2 separate regions of the Mus musculus genome follow, and region 1 is linked to region 2. Evidence: chromatin contacts called from public HiChIP or PLAC-seq data. All regions are on one chromosome and are shown on one strand. Each heading gives the region's core, a stretch centred on a gene start, on an enhancer-like site or on the middle of the called end of the contact. The rest is flanking DNA. Distances are from core to core; before and after follow the strand shown. Region 1 holds the start of Kansl1l (KAT8 regulatory NSL complex subunit 1-like). Region 2 overlaps Pikfyve (phosphoinositide kinase, FYVE type zinc finger containing).

Region 1 (3,803 bases), core at 312-2,811, 1.6 Mb after region 2:
ACGTTATGTTACACCACCACATTACGTGGTGATTTATGCTCACTAACACAAGGCACGTGATCTTCATTACACTCTTTTAAGGCAGGAACTGTATTACGAAACGGTTTTCCAGAGGAAACAGATGTATCAGCAAGGCTGTGACTTGCCCAAGGAAACGGCTAGTTAGCTCTCTGGAAACCGCAGAAATCAACCCCCGGCATTACTAAACAGTCTGCGTTCCACACCTGCGCTTTTCCCCCTCCACTGTCGAATTATTTTTAGAACTACTTCTACCCTCAAATCCTGCCTGTTTTGCCAGCTGTGCTCAGGAACAGTTTCGGGGAAGTTATGTTGCTATCAAACTTGCCCTATCCAATCAGGATTTAAAAACCTTTCTACAAACACAAAGTTAAACTATTAAAGGCGGCGGCGGCGGCCAATCTTTCTTAGTCTCTCCGGCACATTCTGCGTCCAAGCTGGGGGAATCAAAGCCAGAAGGTGACTCCCACAACTCCAGTCTCCCGGGAACCCGCGATGGGAACAGCGAGGACAGGGAACCGCCACCGCGCCTTCTGCGGGGGTACCGAGGACGCCCACGCAGCGCCCGCTCCTCGCAAGGCAGATCCCAACAGCTCCTTCCCCGATTTGGGACCACACAACACCGTCCTGCATTTATTTCTCCTTACCAAACGCTGTTTCTTTTTTTAAAGCTAGCCCTCTCCCCTCTTGGGCACAAGCAGCAACACCAACTCGGACCGGTTACCTTTCAATAAACCACAACACTCCCTTCCACCCCAAACAATTCTAAAGGCCAAATCCATAACGGCCCCAAATAAGAAGAAATTAATGTCGCCGCTGGCCAGCCAAGCTCAGCGTTACGGAAAGCTTCCCACAGAGCGCCCCACACCCCCAGGACAGGCGCCGCTGCTCCAGCCTTGCGGGGGGCGGGGGGGGGGGGAGGGAGAGGGCGTGCCCAAGAAAAACCACGTGTTCCGCCTTCTGCGCACGCGCCAGCCAAAACAAAAGGGAGGCCTGCCAAGCCCCGCCCCATCCCCACGTGACTCGAATCCAGGCCCGCCCCCTGCCCCGCCCTCCCCTCCCCGCCGTGTCTGCCAAGGCTGTTAGGTTTAGCCGTTTAAATTTGGCTGCGGTCCGACCCCTGCCCCAAAGCACGGTCTTGTGCCGGGGCCCGCAGTCCAACGGCAAGCAGGGTTCGGGGTGCAAAGGGGGCTGCCCGGCGGACGCCGAGCCCGCGAGTCCACCCGGCGGTCTTCTCCGCTCTTTCCCGCCCCGCGCCGCCGCCGTCCCCCGCCGAGGAGACCCACCCCCCTCAGCCCGCCGCTGCGACGCCGGCCACTCGCCTGCTGGGGCGCCCTGGCTGCCCTCCGCCGCCGCACCTTCGGTCCGGCCGTGGTGGGGGCCGCCGAGGCGATCTCTAGCTGTCCGCCCGCCTCCCCCCACCCGGGGCGCCGCCGACTCGTCTCCAGAGCGCGCCCCGCTCCCGCCCCGGCTGACGCCGCCGCCGCGGTTTAACAGTCCGCCCGCTGCCCGCAGCTCCGGGCGCTCGGGGGACGGAACCCTACGGCGGAGGGAGGGGAGTGGGGGAGGGCGGGGCCCGGCGCCGGCCAATGGCAGCGGGGGAGGGGCGCGCCATGCAAATGAGACGGGCGGCGGGGAAACCCCGGCGGGGGCGGGGCCCGCGGAAGCCGCTGGGAGCGTTCTGAAAGCAGCCTGAGCGCGGTGGCCGAACTCTGCCGGCTCCCAGTGCGTTCCGCGCCGCCGTTGTCCCGCGCTCTCTCCACCCCGGTGCCAGCCCGCAAAAGTCACCCCGCCGGCCGTGCTGCGGGGCGCTGCGGTTTCTTTAGGTCTGTTACAGGAAAATAAGACCTGGAAACTCCGGGCGGGCAGGGCCGTCCTGGCCAGGCCGAGGGTTAAGCAGCCCTCAACGCTCCAACCTTTTGCTTCTATGGGTCCCAGAGGCTCGATCCCGAGTCATGCTCTGTCGGACCTCTGAGGACCTTAAAATAGGTGGCAGACCTGCCATGGATACATTTGAGTTAGCTTATGATTAAGGAGCTCTGCAGTTAACTCTGAGGTAGCGCAGACCAGCGGGATTTTAATGGAAACAGTTGGCTAGAGACAGAAACATCTCTGCGAGCGAGTCTTGCACCTGGCCCAGCTCGCAGCTCGCAGCTCACCACCGTTAAACGCACCCGGGCATTTCCCCAGGCTTGAACTTGATGCTTGAGAAAAAAACGATAGCCTAAATATAGCTCCTTAGATAATAGATTAGACGCTTTGCTAAGCAGATTTTCACTAGAATGCTGTAGGAAGTGAAAAGGCACTAGAATTTTTAGATCGATATATCACTTCTACCTTATTTATTTGGAAGGGCTTACAGGCAGGAGTGTATAGAATTGAAGTCATAAAGAAGCAATACTTAAGACATTACCAGAGTTGGAAAATTAACTGTTCTTTCTTTTTCTAGTACATGAATAAATAGCTGAAATAATTTTTATGATAAACTGCCTACAGTAGGGAAAATGGTTATAAAAATTACTCAGAACAATAATTGCTCAATATGGGTCAAGGATGGGCAGTCCAGAAAATAGATTTGCCTTCATTCAATTAAAAATCATGGACTAACAGTGTGTTGGAGGAAAAAGTAAACACTGGATATTTGTCATATTTAAAGGGATGGGTAAAACACTTAAAGAATGTGGTAGGGTCTGGAGTGATGGTACAAACCTTTAATCCCAGGCACAGGTGGGCCAGCCTAGTCTAGTGGTTAGGTCCAGGATAATCATAGCGACATACTGAGACTGTGTCTAAACCCAAAACAAAACTGCACAGTGGATGTATAGCCGTTTGAGAAGTCAACGGTGATCAAGCAGTTCTAAGATCCTGTATTCACCTGGGCATTCATTTTAAAGGCTTCACAAAAAAAAAAAAAATGGGAGGAAGGCATGAATAACTTAGAAAGCAGTACCCTTAGGTGGAGATGATATGCATCCAACTATTGGAGCAGAAAACAACACTGTCTCTTACATTGTTAAATCATAGACAAGAGAGGGCGCTTGCCTAGCATGGGTGAAGGAGGCCCTACACTCAGTATCTAGCAGAGTAATGACTGACAAGGAATTCAAATTTAAAGCTGGGGTAATTATGGAGCCTACAGGTTACTTTGTCAAGCCAGGTGTGGTGGTGCACGCCTTTAATGCCAGCACCTGGGAGGCAGAGGCAGGTGGATTTCTGAGTTCGAGGCCTGCCTAGTCTACAAAGTGAGTTCCAGGACAGCCAGGGCTATACATACAGAGAAACCCTGTCTCCAAAAAAACAAAACAAAAACAAAAAAAAAAAGGTTACTTTGTCCCTGTGAAGTAATTGCTTATTACCAAAGCAAAATCCTTGTAAGTTAACCAAATGTGTACTGAAAACATATTTTGTGGTGATATTTATACTCATAAGGGGGACAGAGCAGCAGGGTGCTTATATTTGCAAAGCATAGTAAACTTTGCAAAATTCATAGAAATCTACAACAAGCTTTTAACTGTAGTATCTCATTTGTTCATCAAACACGGTAGGAAATAGGTTGTTTTCCAACACTGGGGTAATCCTTGCATCTTATAGCTAGCCTCAGTCTGCCAGACTATGTAGACCTTACATAGATATAGCAAAATATGAAACCATCATGTATGTAACACTTTCCTTTTCCTTTTACATTCAATTTCATGATACTTCAAAAGTAATAAGGAAAAGTAATAAGAAAAGAATGTGTAATACCACAAGCTGGAAATTTATTTTGTAAAAAGCACAAGGAAGAA
Region 2 (3,891 bases), core at 756-3,255:
ACCTTATATAGCCTGGGCTGCCCTGGACTTGTAAGTAACTTGGCCTTTCAAATTCTGAAATTATAAGTATGACTTAACCACGTTTGGTTTCAGAATAATTGTGTTTTATTGGAGCTGCACAAAGAAAATAATTTCAGATGTCCTTGAATTAAAATTTAGTAAGCAGATTAGGAAGTTAATGTACTTCGAGAAAAATAAAGGGAGAAATTGAGAATGTATAGTTGCTATTTCTCCCTCACCAAGTGTCTACAGCAGACTGTAGATTGTTAGGGCCTGAAAATCTTTCAAAATAAAATTTATTAGAGGGTGAAACTTTTCCTAAAACTTTTAAGTAAAATGTATACTTGAGAACTATAATTAAAATTTTTTGTTGCATTTGAATTTGTTACAGACTTATTTGTGAATGAAAGACTATAGACTGAATATTGATATTAATAGTCAGGCTGTCATGATACTTTAATATATCAGAATCTTGAATTATACCAGGTTTTGTATTTCTGGTTTATCTTACTTAGGAAAGGGAATTCTTGAAGAATTATGTTCAACGAATAGTTGATGTTCGACCCACATTGGTTCTTGTTGAGAAAACAGTGTCTCGGATTGCTCAGGACATGTTACTGGAACATGGCATTACTCTGGTCATTAATGTAAAGTCAGTGAGTGTTTATTTGTCTTTTTTTACTCATTTATAAAATCATGGCTTTTAAATTAATATGCATGTATGGTAGGTATGCAGCAATATTTTTATTTGATGTAGCACTTATGTGGAAGTGGGACCCAGGTGTAGTAGCTACATTATTACAACTGTGGACTCACACTGGAAGACAGAAGACAGTGTAACTTAACTGCCATAGGCCACCCCAGTCGGGTATGTGGGTCCCTGGAATGAGGGATCCTCGAAGCTAGGTGGGTAAGGATTTGGTGGTGACAAACAGAAACAAACACAGAGGCAGTTTGAATCTCAGTGTATTTTGCAGCTCTCAAGCAGGGGATTTTATACATTAAAAAACCAAACATTACATCTCTTAGAAACTATATCCAGTGAAACAGTCATAAATAACCAACAAAAATCATTTGGCACAGAAAAGCACAAAAATCATCCAAGCATTACAACTCTGAAACTATGTATTCAGTGAATCACAAACAGAACAGGTAACATCATTATAAATCATCAAAGTGTAATAATTCTAAAAGGATGTATTCAGTGGGGGCTGTCATCCAAGGCTAGTGGCATATTTCTAGGAGCAGGTAGCTATTCTTTTGGGTGTTTTTGAGACCAAAGGTGGAATGGACATGACCCATCAGCATTTGTGCTTCATTCTGTAAAACAGAGGTCACTTTTAAGGAAACTGATTTTTATTTGTTTTCCCATCGTAACATCATGTCATAGCTAAGACATGCTATCCAAATGCTCTTTTAACAAAAGACAATAACAAAATAAAGTAAGAGTAAAAATAATGTAGTTTCACATTGTATTTCTGGCAGGTCTGGAACTCAGTTATTAAACCAGGCTGACCTCAAACTTGCACTAATCCTCCTGCCTCTGCTTCCTAAGTGCTGGAGTTATACAAGTGAACCACCATGCCACACCCATGTTTTGATAAGAGTACCATGACCATGGTTTCTTTTTGGGGCTACACATTGATTATTTAGCAAGTAAATTTGGCCAAGTGTAGAATAAACAAGTTGTCAAGCGATTGATTTATTAAAATTAAAGAAGTTGATTGTGAACATTATTTTGTTTAATACTTAATGTACTTTTCCATGTTATTGAGATTTTTATTCATAGCTAATTTAATTTTGTAATACAGTGTTTTTCTGTTTTGTAGCAAGTTTTAGAAAGAATCAGTCGAATGACCCAAGGTGATTTAGTGGTGTCCATGGACCAGCTGCTCACCAAACCCCACTTGGGCACTTGCCACAAATTTTATATGCAGATATTTCAGCTGCCTAATGGTGAGTCATCTTAAGCATATAATCACTCAGTTAGGGACCTCAAGGAGAAGTGAGTCATCTCTGAGTTAACTGTATCATTGTTTATTCAGCAAGTGTTAATATCTGTTAGCACTGGTTAAGTGGGAGATGTTTCAGGTGGCTTTATTCACATATGGTTTTTCTTTTTTGTGGGTAGTAAATTGTTTGGTCATCTAAGTCTCTTCATTTTTATTTATTTATTTGTAGAACAAACCAAAACACTGATGTTTTTTGAAGGCTGTCCACAGCATCTAGGCTGCACAATCAAGCTCAGAGGAGGCTCTGATTATGAGCTGGCTCGAGTTAAGGAGATCCTAATATTTATGATCTGTGTAGCTTATCATTCTCAGCTAGAAATCTCTTTTCTCATGGATGAGTTCGCTATGCCTCCAACATTAATGCAAAGCCCTTCATTCCATCTTCTGACGGAGGGACGAGGTGAAGAGGGAGCCTCTCAGGAGCAGGTCAGTGGCAGCTCCCTTCCTCAGGATCCTGAGTGCCCTCGTGAGGCCCTGTCTTCTGAGGATAGCACTTTGTTGGAATCAAGGACTGTGCTAGAGAAGGGTGAACTAGACAATAAAAGTATTCCACAAGCTGTTGCCTCTTTGAAGCATCAAGATTATACCACCCCCACTTGCCCAGCAGGTATTCCCTGTGCTCTTTTTGCATTGGTACCAGAGTCATTGTTGCCTCTCCATATGGATCAACAGGATGCCGTAGGAAATGAACAGCCAGAGACTTCACAGCAAACGGATGAGCAACAGGATCCCAAAAGCCAGATGAAAGCTTTTAGAGACCCTTTACAGGATGACACTGGAATGTACGTTACTGAGGAAGTCACCTCCTCTGAAGATCAACGAAAGACTTATGCCTTGACATTTAAACAGGAGTTAAAAGATGTAATCCTCTGTATCTCTCCAGTTATTACATTCCGTGAACCTTTCCTTTTAACTGAAAAGGGGATGAGATGCTCAACTCGAGATTATTTTCCAGAGCAGATTTACTGGTCTCCTCTTCTCAACAAAGAGGTGAAGGAAATGGAGAGCAGGAGGAAGAAACAGCTGCTCAGGGATCTCTCTGGACTTCAGGGCATGAATGGCAGTGTTCAGGCCAAGTCTATTCAAGTCTTACCCTCACATGAGCTAGTGAGCACCAGGATTGCTGAACATCTGGGTGACAGCCAGACCTTGGGTAGAATGCTAGCTGATTATCGAGCTAGAGGAGGAAGAATTCAGTCAAAACATTTGGACCCCTTTGTCCATTCAAAAGATGCATCATGTACTTCAGGTGGCAAATCAGGAAACAAAACTGAGAGTGATGAAGAGAGGGGATTGATTCCAAGTGATGTAATATGGCCAACAAAGGTAGGACGTCTGGGTAAGATTAGAATGTTTTGTCTGTTGAAAAATTACTGAGGCAAGATTTTTAAAAAAAACAATATGACAAATTGCATGCAGACTTTTAAAATATTTATTCTTTTGTTTATTTCCTTTCTTCTTCTTGAGTCTGGTGGCTTATATATGAAGTAGAAAAGTAGAGTCATAAGGCAACAAAACTGGGATTTTGGATTTTAATATGCACTTGTAGTAAAGTAGGAAGGGCTTGAACTAAGGGAAAGTGTGTAGTTGTTTTAAGTTTCTGTCTGTATTGCTTAAGTGTGATGATGTAGCTCTTGACTTTTTCATTGCTTTAAGATAGGTCATGTTTTTGTTTTAGTTTCTTTTCCTCTCTCCCTCTTCTTCCTCTCCCTCTTCTTCTTCCTCTCCCTCTCCTTCCTTCCTTCCTTCCTTCCTTCCTTCCTTCCTTCCTTCCTTCCTTCCTCCCTCCCTCCCTCCCTCCCTCCCTCCCTCCCTCCTCTTCTTCTTCCTCCTCCTCCTCCTCCTCCTCCTCCTCCTCCTCCTCCTCCTTCTTCTTCTT

The links. HiChIP or PLAC-seq counts read pairs in DNA pulled down with a chosen protein or histone mark.
Region 1: a contact with region 2 is called in an H3K4me3 HiChIP or PLAC-seq map of bone marrow-derived macrophages, with 5 times the contacts expected there. The contact joins the promoter of Kansl1l here to the enhancer-like site in region 2. A contact is called at or near these places in 6 of 39 promoter capture datasets (the 3T3-L1 cell line, cranial neural crest, frontonasal cranial neural crest and 3 more) and 8 of 115 datasets of contacts at active chromatin or transcription factors (acute myeloid leukemia, bone marrow-derived macrophages, embryonic forebrain and 5 more).

Annotation. Positions count from the first base shown.
Region 1 is chr1:66,816,034-66,819,836 of GRCm38.p6, forward strand. Kansl1l (KAT8 regulatory NSL complex subunit 1-like) reads right to left here and starts at 1,562. Exons shown (of 15, transcript NM_001122738.1): 1 at 1,341-1,562.
Region 2 is chr1:65,243,881-65,247,771 of GRCm38.p6, forward strand. Pikfyve (phosphoinositide kinase, FYVE type zinc finger containing) reads left to right here. Exons shown (of 42, transcript NM_001310624.1): 18 at 516-656; 19 at 1,830-1,956; 20 at 2,182-3,338. Among named protein-coding and RNA genes, the nearest start is that of Pikfyve, 59 kb to the left of the region's middle. Within about 2 kb of position 2,006, at least 19 of the 459 cell types and tissues checked have an H3K27ac peak or open chromatin away from gene starts, as enhancers often do. A contact at or near this core is called in bone marrow-derived macrophages, where this site is marked.